Regions from separate parts of the Sus scrofa genome. Here region 1 is linked to region 2. A link is a contact called in public HiChIP or PLAC-seq data. All regions are on one chromosome and are shown on one strand. The core of a region is the stretch at or near the end of the contact, and the rest is flanking DNA. Distances in the headings are between cores, read along the strand shown.

Region 1 (5,890 bases), core at 990-3,489, 470 kb after region 2:
GAATATTAGCATAAGCGTCATAGGATGGGGTGGCATTTATTCCTATCTTCAAAGTGGACATACTTTACTTCTGGATAATGCATTCTTTTCTTAATGGCTAAAGCAGATGCACAAAGCATGATAAACAGGTCACAGGACAGGCTGTTCTAGTTAGCATAAAGTTCAAGCCAAATCACATATAAGCCAGAATGACTTCCCCATACCTCAATTGTGAAAATTTCTTCCGTCAATCACAAAATTTTACTGATCCCAGACAGTGGTCTAAAACTGTAATCCTGCATCTGAGCTTTACGTAACATTCAAGTTGTGGGCGAGATGTTTATTTTCTCCCCCCCCACCCACCCCCCCAGTTCTGTAGAAAGGACCTTCCCTTTATTTTCTATTGCTCTTAGGGTATGAAGGGAGAAGGCTGAGCTGAAATTCGAACAACTTGCAAATCCACAAATGTCTCCTTTACACCTAGTTTCTTTCTTTTTTTTTTTTTTCATTTTAGGGTCGCACCCACGGCATATGGAGGTTGCCAGGCTAGGGGTCGAATCGGAGCTGCAGCTACTGGCCTACGCAGGATCTGAGCCAAGTCTGCGACCTACACCACAGCTCACAGCAACGCCAGTTCCTTAACCCACTGAGTGAGGCCAGGGATGGAACCCAAATCCTCATGGATCCTAGTTGGGCTCATTAACCACTAAACCACAAAGGGAACTCCTACCCCTAGGTTTTGCTTTGATGTTCATCCCAATGGATTAGAAGGAATTCATACACCCTGAGTAAGCTCATATCTTACATATAGACTTCATTTCCATATATTAGTTCTTGTATTTTTATGAATCCATATTCTGCTTATAAGACTCTGCTCTAGGTAATGGCTCATATTGCCATATACAGACTGTGGTATACTGACTGAAAAGAAAGCCACAGCAATATCTCTCATCCCTGGATTTACAGCCCTTTGCTTGTATGTTGAAGGGAGAGCTGAGGATTTGCTGACGGAGTTAATGTGGGGCATGAAACAAACAGAGGAATCAAGGAGGACACCGAGGTGTTTGGCTTGAGCAATAGGAAGGAAAGAATTTCCATCTACCAAGGCGAGGAAAACAGAGGAAGAATAGAGTTCAGAGGGGCAAAAAGACAGTCTTAATGAATAAAACTTTCACAGATACTATATAATTTATTTACTTTAAAATTTATAATTTATTTACTTTTAGTAAACTTATAAAATTTATAATTTATTTACTTTTTAGTAAACTTATAAAATCAGTGAACCCAAGATTCCCTTAAATGTTCGCATATATAAACAACCTATAAAAGTAAGAGTTCAACTAAAATCCCAACCCCAAACCCATTAATCAACTATGTATTTTAAACAGGAACAACAGGAGCCATATTGTCTTTGGATGGAGCTGTTGTGGGCATCCAGAGAGTTGCCCTGCAGCATTATCTCATAAAAACGTGATTTATGAAAGAAACTGGAGTGTCATTGCCCTAAATGGTGAATTATGTGCATATATGTGATTACAATGTTAGAAAAAGTAATTTAATGATCAGAGTGGTAATTTGATTTTCCGGTATTGGTAATAAACTAAAAGTAAGTGCCTCTGGTAAAATCAGATAACCCCTCATTTTTATCTTTTCAACATCGATGCAGATGACCATATGATTATCTTCTTTTGGTCTTTAAAAATTTTTTTGATTAAAGTATAGTTGATTTACAATTTTTTTTCTTTTGGTCTTTTAATATAGCAAATCAAGGGATTTCTTAACACTCAACCTTCCTTACATTCCCTGGTCATGGTGCATCATTCTCTGAACATGCTGCTCTGGACTATGCTGGCTAATATTTGGGGCTTTCCTATTAATACCGCAGGCAACATGTGCAGCCTGGGTGCAAGTACTCTCTGGCTGAGCGATGCATGAATAATAAACAGGAACGTGTGTTCACAGAACCTCACAAAAGTGAGGGGGGGTGTCCAGAGACTGAGCGTCAGACAAGGAACTCGGAAAGGCGAGTGAGTGCCAGGGAGGGTGGGGAAGGTGAGCACCTGGCTGACTCTTCAGCCTCAGAGCACCTGGCCCTCCCCTCCCCAAGCGCAGCGGGCTCTGTCCCCATTACGTAAGACCTAGCCTCCCCTACAGCCTTGGGAAACATAGATTCCGCCCCCGCCCTCCAAGAGCAGACGTTAGCCCCGCCCCTTCAGGCCCTAGCGTGGACTCCATGTTGCGCCTGCGCACTAGCAACCATCTGGTCCAGTGGGAGGAACCCGCGCAGGCGCCGGTATGGGCCATGGCCCCGCCCACCCCTGCCCTGGGCCCGCCCACCCCTGCCCTGGGCCCGCCTCCGCGGAACGCACTCCTGCTGAAGCCTGGGAATATAAACATCAGAGTGGTAGTGAGATTTCCTGGTGTTTGGTAAAGCCTAAGTGCAAATGCCTCAGGTAAAATCATACCCACTGACCTGAAATAGGGCCAAATGGCAGATGGCTCACAGCCTTATATGAGACACATTCTGTAACACAAGAGAGGATAATAAAAGGGGTATAAAGTTCCAGCTCCATTTGGAGAAAAAGAGAAATGATTTGAACTTTGCATACTTATGAACCTCTCAGGCAGGAAATGAGACACTGCACCTTTGGCCACTCTAGTCTGGATGGCAAGAACAGAGCTGCTGACACCTGGGGCCCACGAAAGAGAACTGTACCCAACCACTCAGCATGTCTACAGGCAGAACAGATTGCCAGTATTGTTCTCCTTTCCCTTGGGGGTTGATTTTAGTAACCATAATCATAATGATAAGGCTTCTGCTGATGTGTTTTGTTTTGGGTTTTTTTTGTTTGTTTGTTTTGTTTTCCTTTTCAGGGCCGCACTCGTAGCATATGGAAGTTCCCAGGCTAGGGGCTGAATCGGAGGTGTAGCCGCTAGCCTACACCACAGCCACAGCAGCGCAGGATCTGAGCCGCGCCTGCAACCTACACCACACTCAAGGCAACACCGGATCCTTAACCAACTGAGTGAGGCCAGGGAACCAACCCACATCCTCATGGATACTAATCAGCTTCATTTCCACTGAACCACAAGGGGAACTCCCTGCTGATATGTTTAAACCATGGTAAGCTATACAGAAGACATGAAATTTTAGTTAACTGCATGTCTAATTCCAGTTAGGGCTGGATACTGTGTTGACATGTTTAAAGAATAAACAACGCCAAAAATTTCTTCTACTTACTTAATTCTGCTATTACAAAGGCTTTCTAAGATCTAGTGATGTCATGTAATGAAAGATGCCTCGGACACAAAGAACCAAGGTTCTCATGCAGGCCTCACCAGGAATTAACTGTGTGCTTGTGGCTTCCAGTTTTGGTCCTACTGACTTCTGATGCTTTGTACAACCATGCTGGTCCTCCTACCTCTGCCCTACCCTTGGGAGGATCAGGAGATTTCCCCCAAAACCTCCACAATCCCCAGATATATATTTATGGCCTTCATGAAGTGGTTAAAAGGATCACTTCTTATAGGGAGGTATTGGATTACCTATGACCTTTAGGGGTGAGCTTAATGAAGGGTGGAACTTCTACCATAGCCTGGAAAGACCCCATTCCCCTGCCACCAACTCCTGTTCTTAATCTATCAGATTCTATAGCTTAGAGCTCAGCCCTGGTTCAGGCAACAATGCACATGGCAGAGCCGTCGATTCTTTGATCAGGCGGGTGTTCATTGTGAATAATAAAAATCTACAAGTGAGATCTTCTGAAACAAATTTTATTGGAAGAACACAAGTATTTTACAAAATACAAGAAGCTTAAGCAGCAAATACATTCTAAAGACACAGAAATGAGGATAACCCAGGGAAACCCCACAATATGTCTTTTACATGATATTTTCTGCAGTGAAAGGTTATTAATGAGCCTTTGCAGGCTAGCCTAGCACCCATTCTTGGCATCTAGTCCCAAACTCTAAATATAACAGAAGCATGGTTTGCTCAACTAGGACAAGATGAAAAGTATCAAACTGAGTAGCTAAGGCCAAGGAACTCAGTCACACAGAAAACAGAAGGTGGTGGGAAGACCTCAGAGAAAAGAGGCCTGCTGCAGAGACCAACCAGCCTGAGACACTACCTTCCACCCTATAGGATACAGATACAGTACATATACACCTTGACGTGTCCCCATATGTAAAATATTTTACACCTGGACATGTCCCCATGTGTAAAATATTTTAAAAGATTTCTCAGGTAAGCACAAAAGCACATATTATAAGAAACAAAACCAACCCAAAGTCCAAGCCATTCCCAAAGGCACAGGACCCAAAGTCAATTTCTGGTCAAATGACAAATAGCTGATGTCACAGGCCACTCCTTGAGCTGAAGTCCTCCAGGTGAAGTTCACAGCTTTCGCAGAAGTGCTGTGATTCTACAAAATTCAAAATCCTATGGACTAAAGGTTAACCTTATATGTGCCAATGCAAATGCTATGCATACATAGAAAAACCAAGGCAAAACAATAATACAGAGTAGTAAATAGCATTACCCATTTCCCAGTGTAGAAGCATTCTTCCCTTTCAGTTCTAAAACCTCAAGACACTTGAGGGGGAGTATACATCTGTAACCACGAGAGGGTCTTTTTTGTTATTATTTTTAAACCACTTTATTGAGGTTATGAAGGTATGACTGACATACAGAAAGCTGCACATACTTAATACATACAACTTAATGAGTCTGGAGATAAGTATACCTCCACGAACCATCATCATAATCTATGCCTTAAACATATCCAACCCCTGTTAAGTTTCATTCCACCCTCGCTAATTCATATTATTATTTTTTGACAGAAGGTAGAATAAGATTTACTCTCAGCACATTTTTCTATACACAATACTTCAAACTCTGAGCTCAGGAGGAGACGCGCACGTCTTGGTTCCCAGCTTTAACTACATCCTACATCCCGTAGCTCAGTACCCTGACTGTACAACCTATAATCACTAGAGTCGAGTCTGCGACAGGCCTTTCAGCATTCAGGAAGGCTGCTATGTCTGACTGCTGGGGCAGACTGAGCAAATCAGAGCATCTCCTTAGGATTCATTCAACAGAGCCCACTGCTGTTCTTATCCAAACTTGATATGAAGCAGTACAGTAGGCCTGCACATGAGTAAGAAGAGGGAAGGGAAGCTGAGAAGGCCAACCCAAATCTAGACTGTGAAGGGGCCTGACTGGCGACACTCAGTAATCCCTTTATTGTGTCAGCTGAAGGGCTGCGAGGGCAAATTCAAATCCAGAGGGATCAGAGATCATTCAAGCTACATAGGAGGGCACACATTTTGCACACTCTTTCCACCCTGTTTGACAGGGCTGCACACTAAACATTCACAACGTGGGATCTGAGTCCTCGCCTCCTACCACATATTCTATCAGGTCCCATGTATCCCAAGACACAGAGATGACATCTCTGCCAGGTGCTCCTCTGGAGACTCAAGAAAGGGAGGATAGGAGAGGGAAAGCCCAGCTCCACCTGCCAACACACCAGTGACATCAGGGTATCAGTTTACACCCTCTCAAAACAAGGTCTGTAGTTTTAATCCTCATTCCAATTGATCCTAGAGATCCCAGAGAACTCCCCCTGAGGACAGAGGCACGGGTAAAAGCAGCCCAGAGGATGAGCAGTCACGCATACTGATCACTTGTCCTTCAGGTGCTTTTGGCACGAGCTCCTCCTGAGGAAGGCCTCTGCACAGGCCTGACTTTGGCAGAGCTCTGGAATCAGCAACTGGGAGCAGGGTGCCAATACCCAGGAGACCAGGTGTCTCATGGGAGCATGTTGTAAGGGCAAAAAAATAAGAAAAGTTAAAGAATCCCTGTTGAAAAAAGGGAAACGGCCTCTCTTTTCCCTTAAAACATTCACCT
Region 2 (5,960 bases), core at 3,383-5,882:
ACATTTTTTTATCATCTTTTAAACAGGTTCATGGGACAGAGTTAGAAAACTGGGAATGAATAAGACATCCATAACTACTATTCTTTTTTCACTGTTTTCTAAAATCAAAAAGGGTTTGTAACTTTTTACTGCCCAACTCTTAGATCCTTCATTGAACTGCCTAAAAACATCTTGTTTGTTTTATGAGCCTTCACTAGATGGCAGAGTTTGACATGTTGATATTACGTAGCTGTAGTTTGCAGTTTCTGGGAAGCAATTGAAACACTATTAACCCTGTGTATAGTGTCATCAGTTAAAGCAGACATTGAAATGAAGTAAGCTATATTTCTGGACTGAACAAAGTTCTACTGTTTATAGAGTGTCTAAGTTTGTTTAGTGAATTCGTACTCAAGGGAAAGCATAAGCAAATTTCACTTTACAGTGCAAACCTGCCTCTGGTGGCAACACATAGGAATTTGTGAAATTTTTTTCCCACACTCAAGTAATGGAGGCTAGAAATGAAGAGAACCTTCTTTTTCTCTTGGCTTTAATAGCACATGCTAAACATCTCTCCCAAGAAGTGTGCTAAAGCTTTTCGTTTGGTTCGTGTTAAAGCTGTTCTCACTGACCAGCATGGACTCGGGCAACTGGTGATTATAAGCTATGAGCTCCAGTGCTTATGCCAAAATTCTCTTGACAGTACACCTCTTCTCTTTTCATGTCATACAAAGAGCTTCTAGCAAAATGATTGGATCCTTTCAAGAGTAAATTAATATTTGGCAACAGCAAATTAAACCTCTTTAAGATTGAAAGGGTTACCACTTACTGAGGACTTTAGCCACCATGTCTGAACCCCGTTCCTCTCAAGTGCCGTGTTGTTGTGGAACACTTCATGTATTGGCCCAAAGTATGTATGGAGGTCTCATGTGCTGTAGAAGTTAAAAAAAAAAAAAAACAGTCTTTGCATAAAACAGTATTTATTTTTAATTTCGTGACCACTATTTTAGAAACTTTATTTAATATTGTTGATGTTTTCATTCATTGCTTTGCTTATCTATAAAATAGACTTCTGTGCCCTGTTTCTCTTCTGGTAGGGTTTGGTGTTGTTTTATTGATCATCCGAATTGTTTCTCAAAGCCTAAGAACCCAGCTTTTTAGAAAGGATTTTCACACTGGCATTTCTAGCTAGTGATACTTTCTTCCACTTACCTGCTGAAGCACATTTATATATTTCTTTATGGCAAAACCAAAAAACGTTAGTTGTGTTCTGCCTGATGTTGCCATAGCACCTCAATATCAAGGGTAGGGATTCTGATGTCTGAATTATGAGTTAACCTACCACATAAAAGCAAATTAGCAAACAAGACATAACATGTTAACTTGACTGTACATTGACATTCTGCAGCTTATGGAAAAGCATTTTAAAAATGTAACAGGTGGAAAATTACACTGTGCTTAATGACTGATTTTTTTTAACTGCTCGTCCCTTAAAGTCACATTTGTCAAGTGTGTATTCACACATTTACTTAAATCAAGGGACTTGATGATTGCTTTATTTTAACCATCTTTGATTATTTTTAGAAGGAAACTAGCTTTAGTAGTGGTTTGCCCTATATGTTTTTCTCTTTTTGCTCTAAATATACCATTGGATTTTTTGTGTGTGTATGTGATGAATTTTCAAAATTCACCATGACTTGAAGTGCAACGACAGATCTAGATGTTTGTTTACCAAGCTATGTGACTTTTCCCAAAGGATCTGTACTTTATTTCCTTACAACAGCTTGAAACCCGTTAGTTTAAATCTTTGAATCACTGTGTCTAGATCACTTTTACATTGTGTGCCATAGACTTACCCATGGAATAATAGAGCACCTTCATTTTTGGACAACTACTGTAACGATGTTTTTCGGAAAAATGGAAGGTGCCAGGGTAATAATGGCCAGTCAATAGTCATGTAACGGACTTCAAATACTATAACTGTCAGTTGACGGATTTGTTATGTAATAAAGTGTATGACTTTGTATGGGTTTCTTCAACCCTTTCTCTGCCACTAGCAACCAGAATAGCACTTTACCATTTGGTTGGCTAGAGAAGTGGCTGGCTACCTATTTTTCTCACTGTGGTGTGATTGGCTAAACAGTCTTTCATTAAAAATTGAAATGTAAATTGAAGTCACATGAAAAATCACCTTTGGTTGTAAACCTCCAATATTTTGATTCTCTCTCCATGTTTTCGTCACATGCTGAGTAAAAGTGCCTTACAATGTAAAAATTGTACAGTACTTATGTTCCCGAGTAGCATCATCATCTTCTGGGTAGTAATTACATTGTGGTATGAATATTTAGCAAAATGGACCTCAGCAGTGTATTTACTGTTCATCTCTTAAGTCCTTAACTGTAGTTTTAATAAGCATGACATTATTTGCTAAGTATATAACATTTTACATCATTTCAAAAAATACTGCCATGACTGTCTTTTACGCATTTTAGCTTGAAATTTTGAAGCGTCTGTTCTTTTTTTCCCTTTTTCTTTTTCCCCTTTTTTTGTTTTGTTTTTGTTATTGATATTAAACAGTGTAATCTTTGCAAGCGTATATTGAAGATTATTCTGGAGCATTTATTGCCTTACCAGAAATGTTAGTAAGAAATGTTCTTTAGAGTAGAAAGATAGACTTGAGTTTCTATACTTTAATAAGAGCTCTTTGTTCCTGGGGGGAGGGGGGAGGGGAGGGGTGAGTTTTACTTTCATCTCAATTTATTAAAAACCCACAACTGAAATACGTTTTATTTCAAGGATCAGCAGTTTTAGAATTTCAGATAGTACTTGCTCAGGAGTACATGCTACTCAAGATATTAAGAGAATAACAAGATATGTAGATCTACTGTTGAATCAGAATCTATGTACTTGAACAAATGTGTGAATCTTAAATATCTCAAAGAAAAAGAAAAGTGTTCTAGAATGTTGTTGCTTTTTTAAAAAGCACTAAAGTTAGACCAAGGTATACAGTTTTGTTCTAACAGACATTTAGGGTAATTGTAAAGATAAGGAATGCATTATGGGTCAAAATCAAACATTCCTCTCATGTTATGTATATTTTGTTCCTGTTATATTGGCTTTATTTTCAAAATTGTAGTTTGTAGTATTAGTTTCCTTTTATTGGTATTCTTGCATATACTATTCATTCAATAAATGAGTTATGACTTTCATGTTTGTATTTATGTCTTTTTTTGTGCAACGGTATGATGAAGCTTATTTGTAACAGCAGCAGTATTATGTTCCTTTTAGTCTCGTTCTTATTTCAAGGTGAAATGCCTAGTTTGTTTAATAACTTTGTCATTAAACAGGTATGAGACAGAGAAAGATGTGAATTTGAGTTTAGTCCAAAGTTTCACACATAAAGATTTTTATCATGGAGAGAAACAGCAATCTTTCAAGCATGGTAGAACTGCATTACATCTTGGTTCTTCCTCTGGAACCTAGTTAGAAGGTAATTTTAAAAAAAAACAACAACAGGAGTTCCCGTCATGGCGCAGTGGTTAACGCATCCAACTAGGAACCATGAGGTTGCGGGTTCGCTCCCTGGCCTTGCTCAGTGGGTTAAGGATCGTGCGTTGCCGTGAGCTGTGGTGTAGGTTGCAGACGCGGCTTGGATCCCGCGTTGCTGTGGCTCTGGCTCAGGCTGGCGGCTACAGCTCCGATTGGACCCCTAGCCTGGGACCCTCCATGTGCCGCGAGAGCAGCCCAAGAAATGGCAAAAAAAATTTTTTTAATTTAAAAAACCGAAAACTCCAAGTACAGTTTATCTGATTGCTAATAAGGGTGCAGGATTAATGTCCTTGTCATAGAGGTGTTCCACCTTAACCATTCCAGTGTACTTACTCCCTTTTCTGTGCTTAGCTTACTTCTAGCAATAGTGCTCATATATTGAGAGGGTCCTATCCAAGGCAGAAATCAAAGTTTTAATTGATAGAATATACTCTTTTCATACATACAATTCCTAAGCTGCATTCCTGCATTCCTACTCAAGAGGAAAACTAAATCAAGTAAGAAGTTCTGATTAACGCTATTGCAATAGGACCGTGTGCTTTCTTGCAAATGTTTCCTAGTTGTGCTTGGTGTGTGTGTGTGTGTGTGTGTGTGTGTGTGCGTGTGTGTTCAAAATCCATTACTTAGTTTCATTTTAATTACCCAAAAATATGGAGAAGAGAGTTATGTGGTTTTCTTTAGCTAATTGAAACTGCTGACAGCTGGGTTTTGGGACTGGGGTGTTTTGGGGTTTGTTTTCCTTTTTCATTTGCAGTCATCAGCAATTGCTTAGGTCATTCCAAAGCATAAATGTCATAGAATTTCCTAGGATAATTCTTTGGCCAGCAAATGGCCGGTCCATAGTTTTTAAGGGAAAAACTCAGTCCCTGAGACAGTGCTGCTTTATGTATCAATCAGTGTTGCCTTGTTCAGATATGGAGGTAACTGGACATTAAGGACAAAGCAAAAATGTACTCTTGATTTTTATTCAGAAGATGAAAACTATATCAGTTACCGTGAAAGTTAGCGATAGCATTTTAACTCGTTCTACTGTAGCAGACAGATTCTGTATGTAGTCAGCCTACTGGTCAGTCCACTAGGAGTTCTGTTGTGGTTAAGGATCCAGTGTTGTCACTGCAGCAACGTGGGCCACAGCTGTTGCGTGGGTTTGATCCCTGGCCTGGGAACTTCCACATTCTGTGGGTGCGGCCAAAAAAAAGATTTAAAGTCAGTCAGCAAACCAGACCTGGGTCTTTGTCAAGAGATAGCAAATTCATGAATATAAATCCTACCTTTGCCTGTACTTCTGTAGGCTAGAAATGTGTTTTTGTGTTGGGGGTGGAGGCAGTGGTGCAGAGATAGGGAAGGTGCAGCTGGGCAGAGAGCTAACTAGGTCTGCTCTGTGACTGATAATAGCCTACTAAAGAGACTTATGTGAAAACAAAAATGTTTTGAAGGGACAACCCTTTAAATGAGACCTGAGAGAGTAGCTGTTCAAGGGAGCATTGGGAGCAGGGAAATAGAGGTAGACTGTACTTTAACATGGACTTTGGATTTATAGCTGTTGAGTTTCTATTAAGTCATTTGTACAAAAGGATAAGGTTTTTTAGTTTGTTTATTTTAAAAATCAGAGCTATTTCCAGATTTTGTGTGGATAAAAGTCATATGTGGCCGTAAAAAGAAATGATGTGTGCTACAACATGGATGAAGCCAGCTAAGAAGAGTCCAAGAAGTCAACACAAAGGGTCACGTATTGTAGGAGTCCCTTTATAGGAAATGTCCAGAAGAGGCAGATTCATAGAGACAGAATGCAGATGAGTGGGTCCCAGGAGCAGGAAGGAGGGGGAATGAGAAGTAACTGGGAACAGGCATGGAGTTTCTCTCTCTCTCCTTTTTTTTTTTTTTTTTTTTTTTTTTGGTCTTTTAGGGCCGTACCCGTGGCATATACAAGTTCCAGGACTGGGAGTCAAATCGGAGCTGTAGCTGCCGGCCTACGCCACAGCAACAGCAATGCCATATCCAAGCTGTGTCTGTGACCTACCCCACAGCTCACGGCAACGCCGGACCGTAACCCCATGAGCGAGGCCAGGGATCGAACCTGCATCCTCATGGATGCTAGTCAGGTTCGTTACTGCTGCGCCACTATAGGAACTCCCAGGCATAGAGTTTCTTTTGGGGTGGTGTAAACATATGGAATTAAATAGTGGTGATGGTTACACAACTTTGTGAATATACTAAAACCCACGAATTATATGCTTTAAAAGTTGAGTTTTATGTTTATGTGAACTTTACCTCAATTGAAAAAAAAAATGTAGCCATGGTACAAAATTGAAATATGCAGATACATAAAGCAAAATGTAAAAACCACCCCTTTTCCACGAGCCTACTTCCCAGTATTTGATGTGTATTCTGCCAAATGCTTGTGTATAGATACAACTTCGACACTTTTTTTAAAG

Evidence for each region. HiChIP or PLAC-seq counts read pairs in DNA pulled down with a chosen protein or histone mark.
Region 1: a contact with region 2 is called in an H3K27ac HiChIP or PLAC-seq map of alveolar macrophages. The contact joins two enhancer-like sites. A contact is called at or near these places in 1 of 5 promoter capture datasets (liver), 1 of 47 Hi-C or Micro-C datasets (liver) and 1 of 2 datasets of contacts at active chromatin or transcription factors (alveolar macrophages).

The regions. Positions count from the first base shown.
Region 1 is chrX:110,771,097-110,776,986 of Sscrofa11.1, forward strand. It overlaps a transcript of MOSPD1 not described here. Among named protein-coding and RNA genes, the nearest start is that of SMIM10, 19 kb to the left of the region's middle. Within about 2 kb of position 2,240, at least 46 of the 83 cell types and tissues checked have an H3K27ac peak or open chromatin away from gene starts, as enhancers often do. A contact at or near this core is called in alveolar macrophages, where this site is marked.
Region 2 is chrX:110,299,824-110,305,783 of Sscrofa11.1, forward strand. It overlaps PHF6 (PHD finger protein 6), which reads left to right. Exons shown (of 10, transcript NM_001185103.1): 10 at 1-964. Among named protein-coding and RNA genes, the nearest start is that of HPRT1, 18 kb to the right of the region's middle. Within about 2 kb of position 4,633, at least 1 of the 83 cell types and tissues checked has an H3K27ac peak or open chromatin away from gene starts, as enhancers often do. A contact at or near this core is called in alveolar macrophages, where this site is marked.